Linked DNA regions of Columba livia: region 2 is linked to region 1. A link is a contact called in public Hi-C data. All regions are on one chromosome and are shown on one strand. The core of a region is the stretch at or near the end of the contact, and the rest is flanking DNA. Distances in the headings are between cores, read along the strand shown.

The links. Hi-C and Micro-C count contacts between places; a contact is called where the count stands out from the background.
Region 2: a contact with region 1 is called in a Hi-C map of crop, with 2.7 times the contacts expected there. The contact joins the promoter of TBL1X here to the enhancer-like site in region 1. A contact is called at or near these places in 2 of 2 Hi-C or Micro-C datasets (crop and liver).

What each region holds. Positions count from the first base shown.
Region 1 is chr1:113,217,256-113,220,882 of bColLiv1.pat.W.v2, forward strand. It overlaps TBL1X (transducin beta like 1 X-linked), which reads right to left. Exons shown (of 16, transcript XM_065073658.1): 4 at 1,636-1,781. Among named protein-coding and RNA genes, the nearest start is that of GPR143, 68 kb to the left of the region's middle. Within about 2 kb of position 2,011, at least 2 of the 3 cell types and tissues checked have an H3K27ac peak away from gene starts, as active enhancers do.
Region 2 is chr1:113,380,651-113,384,408 of bColLiv1.pat.W.v2, forward strand. TBL1X (transducin beta like 1 X-linked) reads right to left here and starts at 1,773. Exons shown (of 16, transcript XM_065073658.1): 1 at 1,281-1,773. LOC110358824 (a long non-coding RNA gene) reads left to right here and starts at 2,350. Exons shown (of 5, transcript XR_002413586.2): 1 at 2,350-3,758.

The DNA of each region.
Region 1 (3,627 bases), core at 761-3,260:
TGGACTATTCATTGAATTACCGCTTACAGTTACAATATTAAGATTATACACATTTGTTTCTTCATGGGAAAGAAAAAGGAGGAAGAAGTTATTAGAGAAGAAAAATATAAGCTCTCTTTCTCCTCAACATTTCTTATGTAAATGTCTCTACAAACATTTATTTGAATCCTGGCTCGAGTCCTTGCTGCGCAATGAAAAAACCATTTGCCAGAGGATTTTGGCATCTTATGTTTTTAACTTTAAAACTGCTTGCTGGACTCCTTCCATGACTGGCCCTTCACAGCTCACAAACAACACTTTAATTTTATACACATTAGTTTATGGACTCACTGATTACTCGCTGCTCTTAAGGAATATGATGACAGCAACACAAATCTTAATGGTGACAACACACATATTTTTAGATCATTCTCTGAACTGAGGCCAATTCTGAAGCTGGATGTGGAGGAGCTGACCCTTATAGCTGTCATATGACCTGAGCTGATGGGTGCTGCTCACGGCTGAAAGTTTCTAACTGTGTAGCTCCAATTTCAGGCACAGGGAAAAATTGGGACAGACTCCTAACACTGGTTTGTTATCACAACTGCATCAAAGAGCAGCCTGGCATGAATGGCAAAAGTCCTTGCCACATTTAAAAAATAATGTGCACAAACCCTAAACGTGGTATTGGGTCATAAAAAGAAAACCACACAGAACATTAGTGATAAAAACAAATCAGTTTCCAATATTACACATGGCAAACAATACAACCTTTTCTCTATTTTATATTCCTTTGTTCTCACCCATCATGTTTCACATGTTACATTCAGCTTAAGAGGAAAAAGGAATAGCTTTTTATGTATTAATATTTATTACAGATCTTTGGCAATTATGAATATCTATGGTAAATATTTTGTAATGTTGTACTTCCTTATCTGTCATGCTTCACTCCCTCTCAAAGCATCATGCCTTTAAGGCTGGCAGGGCAAAAATGCTGTCGTGTCCTCTTTCTTTCCCCTGGCAGGTCAAGGACAACAGAGGCACATTGTGGCTGCTCATCCAGCCCCCACAGGCAGTGCCCCAGCCAGGGTCAGAATTTACACACAACCACTTCGCTACGCACATGAGAGGATGGATGCCTGGTCTTACGTGATCTGAGCCAAAGTCAATGAAATCAGAGAGGATGTCTCTAGTGACCTCTGTGGATGTTTGCTCATGGCTTGCAAGCCAGGTCTGCCCGCTAGCAGGTGTCAGGGAGTGAAGATTTAACCTACACTGCAGGCTTTTCCTGCCAAATTCTGCTGTGACCTTGAAAACACAAGGCTGTAAACACAGAGACATGCCTGCTGCAAGAATCTGTGCACCCCAGATCTGTTGACTGCGGTAGTGGAAACACCATAAACCAAACCAATTTAAGTAGTGCAAAGGAGACCTCAATGCCATAGCTGAAAATTGAAATACAGTTCTATCTCAGAGCTTTTCAGCTCTCTGCTGGGGGTGGGGCAAAGTATGAGGAACAAAATGAAATCAGATCAAGAGAAAGCTGATGGCTTGAGTCTCTGGGCCATTGGGACGTGTTGTTTGGCAAGCCCCGGTGTGCCAGTCAGAGGTGCCAGTGGTGGTGGCAGTGCCGGTGGAGGCGATGGGGGTACTTACTTCGTTGATGCTGATCTCAGCCTCCACATACTGGAGCCCCTTCTGGAGGATGGAGATGAGTGCGGCAGGTGGCACTAGCGTTCCGTTGATGTTGGACTGGCTGATGTGGCTCTCGATACCGAAGGTGAAGGCCGAGTGGGAGAAACCTGAGAGCAGGAAAAGGAAGCCATGACACGAAATCTCAGTGCACCAGAGCCAGATACACCTTCGCTTCACGGTCTAAAAATAATCCCGCTCAGAGATCTGAGAGACGCTGCCGCGTAAGCAGAAGGACGTGGGCTGCACAGAGCCGGGGAGGTTAACCAGAGCCATCCTGACCACCCTGCCGCCGCCCATCCCCCTGCCCTGTACGTATAGGGGAAGCTGTATAGAAATGGAAATGCACGCAGCAAGAAATAACCAGAGAACTGCACTAACTGAAAACAAAACCACACACACACACAGACACAAAATTAGGAATAGCCACTGGGGCAAGTCCAGCTAAAAAGAAGTGCCTCAAATCTGCATTTCCCCTTGCTGCATTTTAGTCTGGGTGTTTTCTAAAGATAAATACTTAAATCCCTATCAGCGTGCAAGTTGTATAAAATCAAGGCATAGATGCAGCTGACACAGGAGAGCCATTCCCTCGTATGAGGGAAGAGATTTGAAATCTTCTGCTTATTTATTGTTAAGTACAGTGTGACATGCAGAGCACTGCCATTAAAACATGAAAAAAACTGAAGAGCCGCTCCTGTAAACCTGTTTTCTGAAAGTGAAGACTAATAGCAAAAATAATTCACTGGGATCTGCCAAGGAGCAGATGACAAGCCAGTGTGGTGGACTGTCCTTTAGTCAGAAGATTTTCTCTTCCCCGTTTCATTTCTGTCATTGTCTGAGAAAAAGGGGGTAATGAAGGTGATGGCACTGAAAATTAGAGAATTTTGGTGGAGAAATTTTCAAGAGTGGTGCCTTAAACACTGTCTGAAGCTGCTCAGAACTGTTGCTGGGCCCGAGGGCGAGCGCCATGGAGCGAATGAACGTAGCAGGGGCAGATGCGGGAGGGGGATGGGGGAACAGGATGTAGATATAACTGTAGGAACCCATTTATCACCACACTGTCTCCAGAGCATTAATCTAACATTAAAAGCCTTGGGGAAACCACCCATGCACTGTCTCAAACAGGAAGAGCCCTCGCAGCCTCCACCGACTAGACAAGAGAAGAAAAAAAAAAGGAAAAAAGAAAAAAGAAAGCAGCTCTCAGATGAAAATGCTTCCGTTAAATATAGCTGTGCCTCTTCCCCCTGTCAACAGTAGTTTCATTTATAGTTTTGTCCGTTAAGGGATTTCCCCCGTATCACTGCAATGTCCAATTGTGTGTGGGCTGGAGGACGGGATTTTGGGCTCGCTCCACAGCAATGCTTTCTTTCTCTCACTCAAATTGTTTTCGGGATCTTTTTTTTTGCAGCTAGCTCAATTATGATTGCAGATAGATAGCAAAAACAAGCCCGAGAAACAGAATGCCTCCCACATTTGAAATTATTTCTCTGTGATTCTCTCCCCCTACACATTTTATTTTACCACTGTTTTTCTCCTGTTCCTGGTAACAGCCTCTGCCCTCTCCTTTCACAACACTACCTTGCCTTCATGGCACTCCCACAGTTTTTGGGGATGCTTTTGGTACTTTTTCAAAAGTGTCAGGTCCACCTATGAGAAGAATTATGTAGTATTACAAGGCAGAGAAGTAAAGCACAGGAAAAAACACTTGAAATACTGCAGTATCATTTATCCAATCTCTGGTCCAATTCTTATCCTGCTCTTTATGTCCTGGTCTAGTTTATGAGCTGCTGGACCTCCTGCTGCATCCAAAATAAGCTGTAAGATCTGCAGGGCAGTGTTTTTCCCTTGTTATTAGTTTTTTAGGACACCTAAGAACATCATTGGGCACCACAAGGATGAAGAAATCAAGCATCCAGCACACGCAGCCTGTGTCTGAGGGTTCTAGGGATTGATCAC
Region 2 (3,758 bases), core at 523-3,022, 160 kb after region 1:
CAAGAAGGGAAAAACACCGTACAAATCCTCGTGGAGAACAGCAAGAGACATGTTAAGACAACATAAAGGAAAACCTTTATTCAGTCTAAACACCGACTTTGAAAAATTACTATGCAAGCCTAACTTTTAGGGTGTGGCTTTGTGGTGTTCAATGCCCACACCCCCCCCCTTTTTGTGCCGTGCAGGATGTCTACTTGAGAACCCAACAACATATAATTAAATAGGTCAAGGGTCACTCCCTTTACATCACACCAATATTTATCCTCGCACCGCACCGAACCGAAACATCAGACCGACCGCCGAAGATTAAACCAGCACCACAAAATGGGGAACAAGGCTGGGCGTGCTGACAGCAGCTGAGGGAAAAGGTGTCCACCGGCTTCCCGCCCCAAGGGTGGCTGCACCCAGCGCCCCAATGCACAGCCGTCCCCCTTGCGGAAACTGCACCGACGCCGGGCAAGCCGGGCCTGGAGCGAACCGGTGTGCAACAGGTCTGCAACCCCGCTCCCCCCGCAGCGCCCAGTGCCACCCCCGGGGCTCCCCCGGCAGCACCCCCGCCCCCTCCATCAGCCTCCAGCCCCAGTAACGGGCCGGGCAACAGCGCACATCACCGGGGTGTGGGGGGAAAGATGGGGGGCGAGGGGGGGATTAACTTGTTTACCTACTTGGAAGTAAACTTCCATGTACGGGAGCGACCGGCCCCTCCGCCCGCTGCTGATTCAAGCCCTGGCGATGAATGAGATCCCCTCCCCCACCCGGGCTCTGCAAACTCCACACTTGAGCGTGAATACCTCGCATTTTTCCCCCCACCGAGCAATTTTTTTTTTTTTTTAAAGGAAAAAATGATGCATTAGAATACTATCTCAGGACTAGGGAGCCGCTCCACAAACTGCCCTCCCCACCCCGGGGTGGGTCAATGGGTTCTCGCCCCGCTCGGGGGGCAGACGAAATCGCACCCGCCACAGAGACGGCAGCCCTGAACACATCACCTCGGCCCAGCGCTCCCGCGAAACAAACCCAAATAGCCCCCAAAACGCCCCAGTTCAAAAAAAAACTTCGTCATAACAGGCATCGGCTGAGCGACCCCCCACTTCTCCTCCCCAGCCCCCCTCCCCGGGCGGGTCAGCCCGCCGAGCCAGGGCAGGCTGCAGAGGGGACGTGTGGGGCGGCGGGCTGGGTTCGGGGGGCTGCACCGGCGAAGGACGTTTGTCACCTCTCCGCGCGTAAGAGAGAGGAAAACACACACACACCAGGATGAATAATCCGCCTCGGAAACTCACCTCGCTCAGCGGGCGTTAAAGGCACAGCTCCCGCGGGCGGCGGGGGGAAAGCCTCAACTTCTGCGGGCGGCGCTGGCGGAGACTTTCCCCTCACTTGCCGCGCATGGTGCAACTCCTCTTCCCCCGGGGTCCCGGCCAGCCTGCGAGGAGACTGTAAATCCCCCCTCGCCGCCGCCGCCGCACACGCCTCCTCCTCCCCCTCCGCGCGCACAGGCGGCACAAGGAAGTCCCGGAGAGTGGGAAGGGGAAAACGGAAAGTTTTGGGGCGGAATGGCGGTCAGGAGGTGCCGCCGCTCGGCACGGCTCAGCCGGCGGGGTGGGGGTGGCGGGGGGGTTGGGGGGGGACACACGATGGTTGGGCCGGTGCGGGCGCGCGGCGGCGGCGGGAGCGCGGCGCTGAGGGGGAACCGGCCGCACCCGGGGCCCGCCGCCGCCGCCACCACTACCGGGCGGGAGGCAGGGAGGGGAGGGCGGGTGGAAGGTGGGGGGTGGGACACCGGGGGTCGAGCGGCGGAGTCCGGTGGGGTGAAGAGAGACCGGGAGTGAGGGAGGGGGTGGTCGAACCTGCCGCGCCCTCCCCCACCTGAGTCCCGCGCACCCCCAGGCACACGGGGACACGCAACTCGAGACACAGCGGGTGTCCCCAGCGCCGCCAACGCCCCTCGGGGTGCCCTCAGGTAACTCCTGCCGCTCGCTTCCACGCGTTATTTTCAGTATTGTTGTGCTTTCACGCCCCCCCAACCCGTAACAGAAACCCAGTGACAAACCAAGCACACATACACCCCCACGCACACGGAGGACAACCTGCACCCTCCCCCAGCCCGCCGAGCGGTGCGGCGGCGTTAACCTTGTGCAGGGCCGGCAGCCAGCAGCAGAGCCGCCCCGCGCGGCTGGGGGCACGCGTTGCCCACGGCCGCCCTCCCCCACGCACGTACAGCGCCCGCAGCAGCCACCCGGGCCCTGGCACACGCTGCTGCCGGCCCGCTGGGCAGCGCCTGTTACCATCGCTATTATTATTTATGATTTAAGCTCGGGGCTGGCGGGGGTGCACGGAAAGGCCCCCGCAGAGGCCACCCGACATGGAGCCGGAGGCACGTTGCCTCACGCACATAAAACACGAGGAACGCATCGTTATTATCGGTTACTGTGACGTTTTGTTTCGCACAGGGTGCAACGGCCCACACGGGGCCACGCTGCGCTCCCTGGCCCGGCACAACGCGTGCTTCCCGGTCCCCGCTCCTCTCTCTCCCTGGGGCCGCCGGAGATGCACACACAGGCCGGGCTGCGGGCAGCACCCCCCGGGGCGCTGGGGGGTTGGTGGGGCTGACGCGGCCTCCATAGCTGTGAATCAGCAGAAAACGGGCTTTATTGCCCGCCGGTGGGAATGCAGCACCCGCGGACAGACACGCTGCCTCTCTGCAGCCTCCGTCGTGCCCGCTCCGTCCCCCCCCTCCCCACCCCCACGGGCGGCGGTAGCGCCGCGCAGCTCCGCGCCGGGCGGATGATGCAACGCGGCCCGGGCTCCATGTGCTTTCCCCTCCCCCTCCGCGGCGTGTTTTTTTTTCCGCCTGGAGGGTCACCCGGCGGCTGATTGATTCTCCTTTCGCCCTGCTCAGTCATTCGGGGTTGGAAAGTAAATAACAAGTTGACATCATTACCGCGCTCCGCAGTGCCCCGCCGCGCCGCTACCGCGCGGCGACGAGTAGCTGCGCACGCAAAAACAAAAAGCCTCGCCGCACCGGGCCCAGCCCCTGGGACCGCACCTGCCCGCCGCCCCCCAGCACAGCGGGGCCCGGGGCCGGCGCCCCCCCGACCTCGGCTCGTACCTCCACAGCGCTGGAGTGGGGTTCCGGCCGGTTGCAGGGAGCCGCCGCGTTTGTTGGTGGTGGTTGCAGCTCCGCGAACCCCCCCTCCCCCCCCTCCCCGCCCAACCCCCACCTCGGCCTCATGGCTAATGTCATGCAAATAATAAGATTATCTGGATGTTGCCTGGGTGTCTGCCTCGGTGGGCTGATCCCGGTGACAGCGAGACTCGCTCGGCACCGAAAGTCGTATTTATTATTGTCGTGGTTTTGATTTTTTTTGTTTCCTCTAAATGACCTTTCCACTTTTTTTTTTTTTTTTGGTCTTATTTTGACATTAAAGGGAATTTCCTGCTCATTATACATTTAGCCCAAAGCCTACGTATGTGCTGTCGCCAAGCGTACATATGGAAAAATATGATGTAATCCAAGGCAGCACAACAAAGATCATTGCTACATACATTCACGTATGTGTTGAAACGAGAACTCTCGAAACACTGGGAAATGTTATTGCGGGCTCATGTGATTCATTTTCGTATTTGGAGCCTAGAGACTGCAGCACAAGGCCATCAGCGCTTAAGCTGACATACCAACAAATGTCTAATGTTCTAAATAAGCTCCCATTCCACTTTTTTTCAAAAATAAAACCTACATTAGGTTCTTATTACTTGACAAT